Regions from separate parts of the Bicyclus anynana genome. Here region 1 is linked to region 2. A link is a contact called in public Hi-C data. All regions are on one chromosome and are shown on one strand. The core of a region is the stretch at or near the end of the contact, and the rest is flanking DNA. Distances in the headings are between cores, read along the strand shown. Region 1 holds the start of LOC112045889. Region 2 overlaps LOC112045889.

What was found. Hi-C and Micro-C count contacts between places; a contact is called where the count stands out from the background.
Region 1: a Hi-C map of whole body shows a contact between it and region 2, with 1.7 times the contacts expected there. The contact joins the promoter of LOC112045889 here to the enhancer-like site in region 2.

The regions. Positions count from the first base shown.
Region 1 is chr8:16,873,297-16,880,500 of ilBicAnyn1.1, reverse strand. LOC112045889 reads left to right here and starts at 1,479. Exons shown (of 2, transcript XM_024082272.2): 1 at 1,479-1,650.
Region 2 is chr8:16,813,641-16,820,872 of ilBicAnyn1.1, reverse strand. All of the region lies in intron 1 of LOC112045889, which reads left to right. Among protein-coding and RNA genes, the nearest start is that of LOC112045892, 24 kb to the right of the region's middle. Within about 2 kb of position 3,077, at least 8 of the 8 cell types and tissues checked have open chromatin away from gene starts, as enhancers often do.

The sequences.
Region 1 (7,204 bases), core at 230-2,729, 61 kb before region 2:
AGAGGCATCGTACCAGATCGCTAAAACTTGAAGGTATATCTTTGCTAGCAGGGTGGTTACTAGCCACGGTCTACCATCTGATGCCTATGTCATGCCTACCACACATAAATATCACACCTTTTATAAAATATAAACTCATTAGTTGATAGAATTCGGAATCGCATCAAGTACTTGAAAATTAAACCTTACCAACTTCTCCGGAGAGGTCGTCAAACAAATACATGGCCCAACAGATATTAAGTAGGTAACCTTTACAACACATTAAAAATGTCCTCAATCAATGTTTTTTGTTAATTACGAAGATGCTAAGAAAAACCTAAAAGTAAAGGTATTCATAAAAATATGTCGAAAAACTTTCTTGAACCGATTAATTGTTTACAATGTCGGTCCCATGATTCTGAGAGCGAGAAAAACGATTATCAATGGCTAATTTACAATGTCGACACTTATCTATAGATTTCTTTATGAAGTAGATTACAAACCCAAAATATTTTCTAATGCCGGCAGCACTGAATTGTTAACTTTTCCTTCTTAATTTGACAATCAATCAATAGTGAAAAGGATAATTATGAAGATGTTATCGACAAGCTATTTCAGTATCTTCATTTTCTTTATTAGATTCGACACTTTGAATAATTGCAAATTCTGAAATTAGTTATGAACAACCTGTCTAGCCGTAAGTTGGAGATCGGCGATAACATCTTGCAATTTCCCAATAATCGAAAAACTCTATTGAAACCAAGAAGTAGCAATAAAAATAGATGGAACACTGTCGAATTGGCAACTAATTCCTAGAAGGGCTCGAATGGTGGCTGCATTTTGAATCCTGGAAGGAAAGTTAATGGGCATGAGAGCACGACGACAGTCGTCACATCGACGGCAACTGGAATCGTGAAAGACTGAAAAGTTTTGGCATAGGCACCCTACTGACCGCCAAACTTCGTTTTGGGAACCAAGTTATCATGATGATGTCAACCGATAGAAGGAAACAGGGATGTGCACTCTAGTTTATCTACTATTAAAAATGGTCTGATAATGAGGTTTCTGTCGAAAACTAAGATTATTAAAAAAGCTGCTTTAGAAACTTCGAGAATATCCGAAACTTGTATTCTCCTTTAGTTCACTACGACCCATCAAATTTCCTCAACGAAAAATTTAGGTAGGTGCCTTTATGAAGTTAGGAACAAAAATTATGCTATCGAGTGTGTAGGACTAAGATTTAGTTTTGTGGGATCGACATGGTTAATGAAAATGAACGGCAATTCAATGTAACGTTGCTTGCCAGTTGCCACAAGATTAGAAGCAGGCCAAACACCATTCAGATAAACTTGACGCGTCATGGGTCGGCAATGTTTTTAATTTTTTATGCGGATGCGTCGAATCCGATCCTCGGTCCCTCTGCCGGTTGGAGGGTCGGGCCAACGCGGGTGTGCGGGGGGCGGTCAAGGCCGTGGGCGCACGCGGCGGCGAAGACAACGCGCGGCCAGTCTGCCTCGCACTCCCGCAGAGTAAGGTTGTGTTTCGTAGTCCCGGTCAGTGACAGTGTAGTGCTTTGAACAGTTGCTGAACAGTTAGCCGCCAGGTCGTCGACCGCGCGAGCATGAATGTTCGCTCGCCTGCCCTCGTACAGCTTTGACCGAAACCCACCAGGTAACTTCCTCACCCTTCACACAATAGCCCAATCACATTTAACTTCAGGCATGCCAACTTTCAACCTTCAACTTACGTTGACAACTGGCTTTTACGGGTTTTACAAGTTTGTCAGTTAGTAAATCATGCTGAGTCAAACTTTGTTTGGGTATTTTATAGTATTGGAAATTGCCACTCGGTTTCCCTCAAGCTTCAATTATAGTTGCTTATAGTTTTAAGATACCCACTTCATCATCCAATCTGTTGAGCTTTTGAGCTTTGGATCATCATGTCTATTCATCTGTCGTAAGTACGTAGAAAATACAATAGCTAATGATGCCGACGTAGCCAGACCCATCAATTCAGTTGAAAGCCCCATTAAGTCCGACACACGGGCCGATCGCCTTAACAGATTGTCCTGCTCGAGCGATGGTCTTGAAAACTCAAGGCAAGACGCTATCTCGAGTCTGGTTTCTGTTTTTTTGTTGCTTTTTATGTTTTACTAACAGACGCCCGCGATTTCGTATACATAGAAACCATTTTAGAACTATAAAGGTGGCAATTCCGTTATACATGATTTTTGCGTAAGTTTAACTATTTTTGCAGCGCATACAATTTTACCACATTTTTCATTCATGATATTTGGCTTAGAGACATCCTCGATAAATGGAACATCCAACTTCAAAAGAACTTTTCAATTCGAACCAGTAGTTCCTAAGATTAGCGTATTGAATTAAATAAACAAATCATCATCTTCTTCCTCCTATTATATTATAATATTAACATGGATAACTAAGATTTAGTGCTGTAACAGATCTTTCAAGCAAAGCTTTTGTCTACATTACGTTGAAGCTTCCATGTTTCTCAATTGATTGAAGAAATCACTACAAAATCTTGAAGCCCAGTAAATCAGCTTAGAATAATAAGAAGATCAGAACATAATTATGCAAAATATGCAACATCTGTGCGTGGTTTTAGTGAAAGGCAATAATTAGAAAGTATATTTTAAGTGAATTCCAAGGAGGTTCTAAAATGATCCTCTGTCACCTGATTTATGATGTACCAGATCATTTACCTATTGCAATGCATAGTATCTTATAACAGAATTAATAAGCGGCATGTCAATGGTTGCCTCTTTAAAACCTTGATCTGGAGAACTTACTACCTACCTAAATAAACAAATTCTTCATTTATAGATAACATAAAGAAAGTAACATAAACTATTTTCAAATATGTCCTGTTTATTATTTATTTTATGATCGTTTAAAAAGCTTCGAACTTTGATATCATCGCCCCAGCGGAAATGACTACTTAACGTGGCTTTATTTATAGCGTAACAAAGCACTCTCAACTTCCAATGGGATATTGAAAATGAGCCAGTTTATAAACACCCCATAATTTGAAACGCTTAACCATACAAACAGGTTTTACGACTAAGACGCGTAAGATTGTTTGAATCATGGGTTTATAATGACGATAGAGAGAAAAAAGGGGTAAAACCTTATGGATGATGATGATGGATTTAAAAATAACTGGATGAATTATTAAACTTAAAAAAAACAGAGTTTCATTAAAAACCACTACTTTCTTGGTCTTCTTACTATTTTTTTTTCTAACAATATAGCAGGTTTACTACGTCACAACGTTGTGTTTTTATGACGTACAGTCATTTTAATTGCTCTTTTTGCTTGTGCTAAATACAAACCAGGCTCACAGTAACTACAACCAGTAGCATCTTTAATACAATTAAGTCTATCGTATAGAAGAAAGGATAGTTAACAACCTTATTATTATTAGTATTTACGTCGTCGTATTGCACATTGGTTTGTAAAGTTGCATTTTCCTTATCTTCATCAAACAAGTAATCAGGGTCTTTATGATCATAGAGCCTTTGGCCATTGCTTTCATTTCACGACGCTATAGTTACGTCATCACTTACGATACCATCATCTCTGTCGTTGTTAATTGTGTAAGTGAGACCGACCGAATTATATGAGCTCCATCTTTTATTACATTTTCAAAACGACATTAATTCTTTATGGGGTTAGCAACTTAGCATAAGCTTGTATGATACCGAAGGTAATTTTATCTCTGTAAATTGCATAACGCATTACTTAAGTAATTGTTATTATTTAAATTAAGATATATTTTATGAGAAGTAGGGAAGATAGAAAGTAGACTTAATTTGTATTAGTAGGCTTTCCTTTTAATCAGCACAGTTTATTAGAGTAAAATCTCATTAGTGGTACATGTTTTAGGGGAAGTTGTCTACGATATTATGCTTTTTGCTATCAAATACCGTCGGGAGTTTTGATATATTTATTATTCGTACAGAGCATGATCCTAGCATGCTTTGCAAAGTTAAATTAAATGAAATATTAGATTGTTAAATGTTTCTTGGCGTCTTCTTTACAACACAAACTGATTTGGTAAAAAGTTTACTATATTTTAAAACTGTAACATACGTAACTTAAGTAAACAATTGCGTATTTGTATCATAAATCATACATACTTGTACAACGACCGATAGGAGTCAGGTAGATTCTGTTCGTCCTATACATTTTATAAATGTGTGTATACCTGACAAACATTTTATCTGAAGATAAAGGTTACTTGATCTACTTATCAAAACATCAAGCAGGTAGAGGTTTTTGTCGATTGTGAAATTTTTGATATTTTAGAAATCGAAACACTTGAATGTCATTCATTTGAAGGCAGCAATAAATGTAGGAGATGGTTTTTGAATACAGAATCTGTAAATGTAGTTAATTGGAAATCGTATTGAGAATTTCATTAAAATACTAAGTATATTAATGATTAATCAAGCTTTGAGAAGATAACTATTAAGGTGAAATTTCTCAAATCTTAATAATTAAATTACACATTAGTGAAGAAAAAAATTTTAAATGTATTATATGTACAAAATGCCTAGTTTCTAAGAAAAAACTAGAAAGAGCAAGAATTCTTTCGCCAAGTTAGACTAATAAAGACACATGGCATCAAATATTAAATTACTGACTGGCGCCGCGCGGTTTCACCCGCGTGGTTCCCGTTCCCGTAAGAATACAGGGATAATATATAGCTTATAGCCTTCCTTGATAAATGGGCTATCTAACACTGAAAGAATTTTTCAAATCGGACCAGTAGTTTCTGAGATTAGCGCGTTCAATCATACTAACATAGTCTTCAGCTTTATAATATTAGTATAGATATCGATTGACGACTGCTATAAAACTATTTTAGATATAAATTATTTAATTACGCAAACTGTAACCAAATGTGATAGTATATTTACTTCTTTTACTCCAAACATGTGAGCTATTCACATTAGCACACATTAACTCTCAAATCAGTCACACATATGTGATCAGTACACACATTTTGCTGTAGAATGTTCTGATTAATTAACAGATATGGTCAAGTTTCGTGTTATTGAAAGTGTTGGAATAGATTAGATAATTACGAATTAAAGAACATAATTATTGAGGGACAAAGTTTTATTCAAGTACCGCCGCGATCGGCTACGTGGGCTAAAGTATCTTATGACCTTAAGATATGTGAGCCCAGTGTTGGTCGACACCCCACTAGATGGACTGAGGACATCAAGCGGGTTGCAGGGAGCTGCTGAAATGCTGTTGATGATGATGAATATGATGATGATGATGATGATGATGATGATGATGATATCAGCGTGGTGCGCAGCCAACAAAAATATTAAGACTAAAACTAGTTTTAGCTTCAGTTTCGATTGTACAGTGCCTTCCAATAAAAAAAAATTCAAAATAACTTCAATGTACAGAATTGGACCTGCTACAGTTTTCTTTTAAGTACGTATAGTTATTACAATATTGGCTTTTAAAATAATCTTTTTAAGTAGAACCAGTAAAAAAACCAATTATTTAACGAAAATAGCATTCTAATTTCATATACATTGTATATTAAACCGTGTCGATTGCATCATCATAACTTCATTAGAAAACGTCTTAAACCTTAATTTCCATGACAAATTAAATCAATCATAATTGCCGTAACTTCATGGTTGTTAATCTTCACTAATTAATCTCTTATTAGGAAGGTTTTTTCTGTGCATAATTAGGTATATAAAAGTACGAGTAAGTCTCTTTATAGGTTCAGGGATTATTAAACTAATACTTATAGTAATATCACCTTTCTACCCTAATATGTTTTTATGGGTAAATACGTCGTTATAGCTTGGCAAATTCGTTCGTAACACTCCCGGTGGTCTGCGCGGGCCGGGATGATGCCCCGCGCGCACGACTTCACACCCGCGCAGTCCTTTCCCCCGTCGCTCGCATATCATGGGAGTGTCATCAACGAACTTGACAATATAGCGTTCCTTTTTGGCAATACGATGCGTAATTGCCTATCACTCCCTTAGTTCGTATACATCAAAATTCTCACTGATTTTACATGCAATTACACAGATTAATATTCAGGATGAGAACGTCATCATTTACTAATATTAGGAAAGTGTTACGTTTCCTGTTATTTTGTAATGTCAGAAACCAGCTACTAAAGTATTAGCTAAAGTATCTTTGCTCTGGCTAAAGGTTTTGTGCCAAAGCTCGTGCAAGAAAGTGTCAACTATTACTATACAGTTATAAAATAAAATTATAAGAATAGAATTATTTTCCAATCTTCATTTTTAAGAATTTGCCATATGTATATATATCTGATATGTACGTCCAAAAACTCCTATTCCCTCCAATTAGTCTGAAAAGAATGTATTATTCTTTGGCTTCATTTATTAATTGCCGTTGTTAAGTGAGTGTATTTAAAGCCTTTTTTTACCTCTATGCTATACTGGTACAGATAATCACCGAGTTCCCCGTTCAGATACTGTCCGTTGTATTGTGGCATGGTAGGAAATATCTAAGCCCGGTGCGAAATTTATCAAGATGCTATCAGCACTATGTGTTTCCCAAAGGTTAGTTATCGTACAGTAGGGTTCCATGTTTAGCCGCTGTTGTATGTGAAAGAGTTTTACAAGGCAAGGTACAATATCGTCAGGTAAGTCGGTATGAGATTGACATAAACCACTTTTTGCCTCCCCGTTGCAAGGTAGTATCCATGATAATTTTCCTATATGTACCTACATAATAACATTTAAAATATGTACATAAATTCAAAAAAAGGTTATTCATGTCTTTTTAACCAGTAAACACCGGTAGAGATTAAACTTAGGGCGAAGTACTCAAATTTTTGCCAGAAAGCCAGTCATCAAGTTACCTTAATCCGGCGATTAAGGTAACTTGATGCCCTAAACAATCTTCCACTTAGACCTCTCTATCCATGTGTTGTAGGTACAATATGTATGTGTTCTCCTCCTCCTGCCCTGATCACATGATAGGGGGGTCGGCACAACATGATATCATTTTTTTGCAGGGTTTTGAATTTTTTTTCTTGATTATCTCAAGGGCCCCCCTAGACGGGATGCCTTAATCAATAGCTTAAATAGCTTATAGGCCAATCCAGGACTGCACAGAGCTCAACAATCTAAGGCAGGTAACAGTTTTTCATAACTATCCCAAAGATAATATATAAAAATACGCTT
Region 2 (7,232 bases), core at 1,828-4,327:
AAAACAAAAAAAGAATTTTCAAAATCGGTCCACAAATGACGGAATTATCGCTGGACATACATAAAAAAAAAAAAAAAAAAAAAAAAAAACATACATACAGCCGAACGTAGAACCTCCTCCTTTTTGGAAGTCGGTTAAAAATGTACACACGTTACGTTGAAGAAACTATTCTGATGTATAGATACAATTCCCTTAAAATTTGTTAATGTTTGTGTTCAAAATATTTGTATCTTTGATCTATTTGTTAATGATTCTCCACAAACCCGAAAGGCATGTTACGGATACTAGAAGCCATACGAGTATAACATATTCACATTTTTTAATAGTAACAAAATTTAAAATCTGAATAATTTCTGGAACCCCTGGATGCCAAGTGTTTTATAGATATTGTCTTTTATGTTTTTCAAGATTTTTTTATCTAGGAATCAGTGAGTTGTTGATTATTTTGATTGATTGAGAATGATTTGATTGTTTTGTTATAAAGGCCAAGAAGTATTTTCCAAGTTTACTATTGTCTACGGACACTCTTTTATCAAAAATTAAATGTCTTATATTTGATATGATAAACAAGGAAGGACCTATATCTCTATCATCCAACATAACAACCTGACAATTGATTGATGCTTAAAACATTACAAGCACGCTTAAACTCACCATCTTACCATTCTTATTTCTGCACATTAGAGTCTGTCACTCGAATGGACTTCCAAACCTCTTGGACTGTCGCCAGAGGATTTAATTAAGACTTTAATCTCCCAGCTTTACTTGTCTACTTGATCCCTAGCTCCTATAAGATGTATCTTTCGCTCTGCGTATGCGTCACCTAAGACTATTTTCGTTTCTTAGGATTCTTTTATAGTAACAGCAATTTAAATAAGATATCGTGTGTGCTAAGTCTTTGAACTTTATAGAAGTTAATGAAAGGTGATTAATTTTGACTCGGGAAGGTAGCTTGAAACTAATTTGTAACGGTAAATTTATCACCGTTTGTAAAATTACTCTATATCTACCATATCCATATCCGTCTCTAATAAATAAATTTTTTTTATAGTCTCTAACATTTCTATTTTCTTTATATTTGATTTTTAAACTATAGAATCTGTTACAATTTTATAACAGTCTAAAGATGTTATCAATAATGTGAAATATTGTTTGAATGATACTCACTCACAATGACAAGTAAGCAATTGAGATTGGCCGAAGAGAATACTAGTACTATCATAAATAATATTTAATGCTAAATAAAGTGACTAATCATTCGTAAGTAAATTAAATATTTTATACTACTTATTATTATACTCAGAGAATCAGTATTGCCATACAACGTGGCTATACTGCCAGTATTCTGGGCACTTTACCAATGATCATCGATTCGGATGAATTCTACGACGCCTAATTATTATTTTTATAATAAGTTTAGGTTAGCTTAGTTACTAGTAATTTAAATATTATTGTATTTAATTGTATATGTATAATTCTAAAAGCAAACTTACGTTGAAATGTAATTTATTCGTATGTACATGATATTTAGTAGTTCTTATACAGTAAACAGTGTGGTTCTATTTTAGAATTTAAACTATCGTGAGTGTTATTCATATTAATTGATTATGAAACACGGCTAAAACTCACGTGATATCAGTTTGGATCGTGCCGCGATGCAAGAACCAGCTCATGACTAAGGGCCCCGTATGGGTTCTAAACTAGTCGGGCATACTCCGACGTAATATCACGTGAGTTTTAGCCGTGTTTCATAATCAATTAGTGTGGTTCTACGCTAAGATTTTTTTGTTTATAATACGTAGGTATTATGTTAGTAGGTAGGTATGTTTTATTTCGAGCGCGTGTCCAAATATTTGCGTAACATTGCATTATTATGCAAATCGACAGACTAAGTAGGTTGCAGTTTTGGCAAGTTTTTTGGTTTGTTCGTCAGCAGTGTTTATATTTTTCAACTGACTTCCAAATGAGGTTAACAATAACATGTGGGTATTTTTTTGTTGATATCATTCCATTACGTCCACCAAAATTTAACTGATGCATTGTTTCGTACGTAATTTTTGACTGCATAAAATTATTATATTGATTTTCTTGTTATTCCAGCGCGCGCCTGCGACTCCGTTTACGTGATTTCTAGGATTTTTCCGGGATACAAAGTAGCCTATGTTCTGCTTTATTTTCCAATATATTTCTATACCAAATTTCATCCAAATCGGTTTAATGGTTTAGCCGTGAAAAGGTGGCAGACAGATTTACCATCGCATTTATAATATTAGTACAGATAGTATAGATGATGCCAAGACGTAATTTTTTTGTATGAATTGAGATGAATTAATCACCGGAACTGATGTTCCACTTCCTATAATGATTGCTATGGGTATAATGCTAACAATGAAAATGTAGAGAGTATTTTGTTTATTTCTTTGATAACCACAACTTTACTTAGTTGTAGAAAATAACTTTGTTGAATATTGCTACAAACTTGCGAAATTAAAAAAAAAGAATATTTAACAGTCCATTTTTTTTAATACTTTGAATTTTAATTACTTCTTATTATATTACGGCTTACATTAAGTATTTATGTGATACTAGCTGACGCCGCTTGGTATCACCTGCGTGGTTTTAGTTCCCGTATGAATATGGGGATAATATATAGCCTATGGCCTTCCTCAATAAATGGGCTATCTAACACTGAAATAATTTTCCAAATCGGACCGGTAGTTTCTGAAATTAGCTCGTTCAATCAAACAAACAAACTCTTCAGCTTTATAATATTAAAAGAAGATATACTATGAAGCCGTTATGAAGAGCCCAGAATAACATAAAACAAAATACATATAGGTACTACATGATCAAAACACAATACAACGCGTTATATAACTAAAGACTTCAATGAAATAGCTACATAACTTGAGGTTTTCGAGTAAAATGTAATAAATCTTTTATGTGCACTAACAAACTGCCTTCCTGCCGTTTACAGCTCCTTGTCGGAAACTTGTTCGGCTGCGGTGCATCAACGCAACAAAACGACCGAGAGCCATGCCTTAGCATGGAATTTGTACGTAATCGAATACGTTTTTGACGTCATCGACAAAGCAAAGTGGAGCTTATGTACCTTGTCTTTGAGTTGTATATTATGTGATCAGATCTTAATTTTACAGCTTCATGCTGGCGGTTGAAGATGGCTTTATGTTTTATGGGAGTTTTAGTAACAAAAGACGAAGATTGTAGAACGGATGGTATTCGATCAGGAGTGTATATTCGAAACTTTAGGAAATAATTTGTTTTGTTCAAAATTGTCAACTTGTTCGTCTTTTACTATATGGAACAACTCATTACCATACTCCGCTGATGGATGTCCATAGCTAGACTGTTGTAAGGACTTTCAAACACGTATTAAGCCGGAATGCAACTAACTGAAAAAAAATTGTTTGAATAAATTACGAGTAGCTTAACAGCATTGTAGTTATTTCAGAATACCACTTTTAGCCGTCGTCGGTCCTGATTACAAGAATCAAATCCCAAGTCCTTGAATCCTTGGGCCAGCGTGATGGTTCTAAGTTTCGTATCCTCTTTCCTAAAAGAATAAGAAGGAAATCCTGGCTGTTAAAACATGCTGATCATGATGATTACTCTGCCAAATGTAAAAGAAATAAATGTAAGACTAAAATATCAATCTAAAAATTTATTATTCAAGTTGTCTTAAATGGATGGTAGCATTTATAAGACAGAGAGAGATATTTTTATTTGTCCAAATTCGATTTCATAAACGATACTTCGAACGAGAGCGTGTTACTCTCGCTAAGGTGAACTGAATCTGCGGTGAACGTCTTTTTGCTCCTGTCTCCAGTCGGACGTGTTTTCTGCTAAACGCAGCTCGGGAACACAGGATAGCTGTTTTAAGCTTCTCGGAAATCAACACACCGACAAGCAGCGCTGTCGTTACAGCAACAGGCGAAATGTTTAACATTTGGCATCTACTAAAAAGGCTGACTTTGTTTAAGTAAATCTGTATTAATAATATTTTGCTTTAATTGTTATTTCGTTAAGTGAAACTTTTGGAAATTTAAGGCTAGATCAGTTGGATCAAATGCAAGTTTTACGTGATGAAAGTTAGTTCAAGTTTGTTCAGCATTTTCGGAGATTTTCGCGACAGTTGCATCATTTAATTCACATTTGAAAAACACATAAAAGTATTGTCTTTTGTTACATGACAAGTTAACCCTTAACTACTTGTACATATGTTTTCTGTACCTTAACTGCGATTTCACATGACGTTATGTGACGCAATCTAAGATGGAAAATTGATTATTTGGTAAAGATTAAGATTGTCATACCGCCTAGATACCGTCAGAGGCCTACCTCTGACCGTCTAGGCTCAGTTATCTGTAGGTACGGGGCATCGTACCTGAACGCTAAAACGCCTCGTACGTCTTTGTCGGCAGGGTAGTATCTACTAGCCACTGACCATGCCTGCCACCAGACCGGACCTGAGCCAAAAAAAATGACCCAAACTACGAGTAGAAAATGACCATTGACCAACTGCGCCAGGTTGCCAAAAATTGACAATGACATCGTACCATTTACGGTGTATAGGTTAAAGATAATTTGACTTTGGTTTTAAATTAACATAATCTTTTAGTGGGCATAGTCTAATGAATGGACAGCAAATAATGAATTTCTATAGTGGTAGATAAACAAATATCGGCATACGCATTAGCGTGCAAAAGTGAAAACTGCTCGAATCATCCACGCGTCGGTGTAATGTTTCGTAATATGAAAATGCGTACATCTACTTTGACAATAAGTAGTAGTACTTGGGCCCAGGAACAACATATTTATTAATGACCATACTGCTTTAAGTTAGTTGTTGAGGAGTCGGACGTAACTATGAACGTAGCGAACCATGGTGGTTTTTCCTTCCAAGTCATCTTACAGACATCGGCGGATCCGATAACAAATATACTTACTTATCAACTTGGTTTTAACGTCATTCTTCTATTTCATATATTATATTCATATTCTCTTCTGTGATAATCAGTTGAAATTTTTTTATTAAAATTCCTCCAGTAGTCTTTATTGGTCCTTTTGATTTTGTGACTCCTTATGTTTAATTATACTCGATTTCTTCCAAGATCTAACAAATGTGCTTATCCTACTAATATAATAAACGCGAAGGTTTGAATGGATGTTTGTTACTCTTTGACGCTGCAACTACTGAACTGATTTGATTGAAATTTGGAATGGAAATAGATTTTACTCCCGGAAAACTTTTTATCCCGAAAAAATCCATGGTTCCCGAGGGATTTGTAAAAAACTAAATTCTACGCGGAGGAAGTCGCGTCCGCTAGTATCAGATAAATCGTTCATCGGTTTAACAAATATTTAGTCAGAATCAATCGCCTTTATAAATCGACTTTGAAATTTTTTATTTTATTTATTCATTATAAAACATTATTAATCCTTAATTAAGTAATTACAAAAATATAATAATAAAGTAGATACACATATTCAAATTCAATAGGGATGATGACAGTTTTTTAAATTGTATATAAATTAAGAGTATGCTAATAGTAAAGCAATTTTGTAAAAGGAACAGGGTATCTGCGATCATTACTTTCGGAGCTACAGGGATTTAAAGGGTCAGATCCGCGGCGCTCCCTGAAAAACGCCCTATACAAAATGGCACGAACTAATGACGTCGTAGGCAATGTAATGATCGTCAGATTTGTATGTTGCTACAAACAAAATTACTAATATCTTTGTTATTTGTGCGTTTATGTTTATAGTTCATATACTAAAAAATGACACATTTAATGTAAGAAAACTAAAACTGTATGAATTTTCATCTTATTACAATAAAAGATTTTTAATAGATTTTGAAATTTTATAATCTCATTTATTTTGCAAATATCCAGACAATCTTTGCTTTTTATATATAAATTAGTTAACATTGACCTTATTTACTCGAATGTATCATAAAAAACAATATATTCAAACCTAGTCATCATCCCCATTGCTAGGTTAGTGGGTTCGTGAAGAACTCTTTATAAAAAAAGAAAAGTGGTATAACTACATAAAGCACGTGTTGCATGCAAACCGTATGCGGTTGCGTGCATGTGCATGTGCATTGTGCATGGCGTGTCGTGCACATGGCGCATGACAAGTGCGCGGTGCATTGACCCCGCGCCCGTCGTATCCCACCGGATGAGGCATTTCCATAATATAATATTATGACTACATAGCGAATTAATCATTATTTTTATTGGTGTGTTGCTAAGCATGGGTTCTGAATATAAAAACATAACTTACTAGCTGACGCTCACGGTTTCACTCGCGTGGTTCCTGTTCCCGTAGGAATAAGGGGATAATATATAGCCTATAGCGTTCCTCGATAAATGGGCTATCTAACACTGAAAGAAATTTTCGGACCAGTAGTTCCTAGATTAGCACGTTCAATCAAACAAACAAACAAACAAACAAACAAACAAACTCTTCAGCTTTATAATATTAGTAACTTATAGAGTACCTAATTGTTACCACCCTATTATAGTGGCTAGTTACCACCCTACCGGCAAAGACGTACCGCCAAGCGATTTAGCGTTCCGGTATGATGCCGTGTAGAAACCAAAGGTGGTGTGGATTTTCATCCTAATCCTAACAAGTTAGCCCGCTACTATCTTAGACTGCATCATCACATACCATCAGGTGAGATTGTAGTCAAGGGCTAACTTGTAAAGAGTAAAATAAAAAAAATAACCTAATTATTATCAATATCGTTAGTGATAAAATGCACAACATACGTGCCTTCTCTCCCATAATATACCGAGCCTGACTATAGGGGAGGAAGGGATGTTCATATTATGGTGGATGAAAATTTTACTTACGTACTACTTACTGGCGTATTACTACTACTTATTCCTTACATACGAGAGATTTATGTAAGTACATAACAACTTAAAATGTATGGACCGAAAGTACTATGAGCACCTAGTGTTTTTGGTGCGGGGTCACTATTCCAGTACCTTGGGACTCCAACGTCCATCGGCTCTTCAGGAAATACCTATGCCACTTCAACTTTGCGACTCGTTGAGCTATGTCGGTAACTATGGCTCTTCTGAGGATTTCATTTATGATTCGATCACGCAGAGATATGAGCGTAGCCATAGGGATATTCAATATTCAATTATGCATCCTATAAGGGAGTAGCACTGACTCTGTATGGGCCGTTAAAA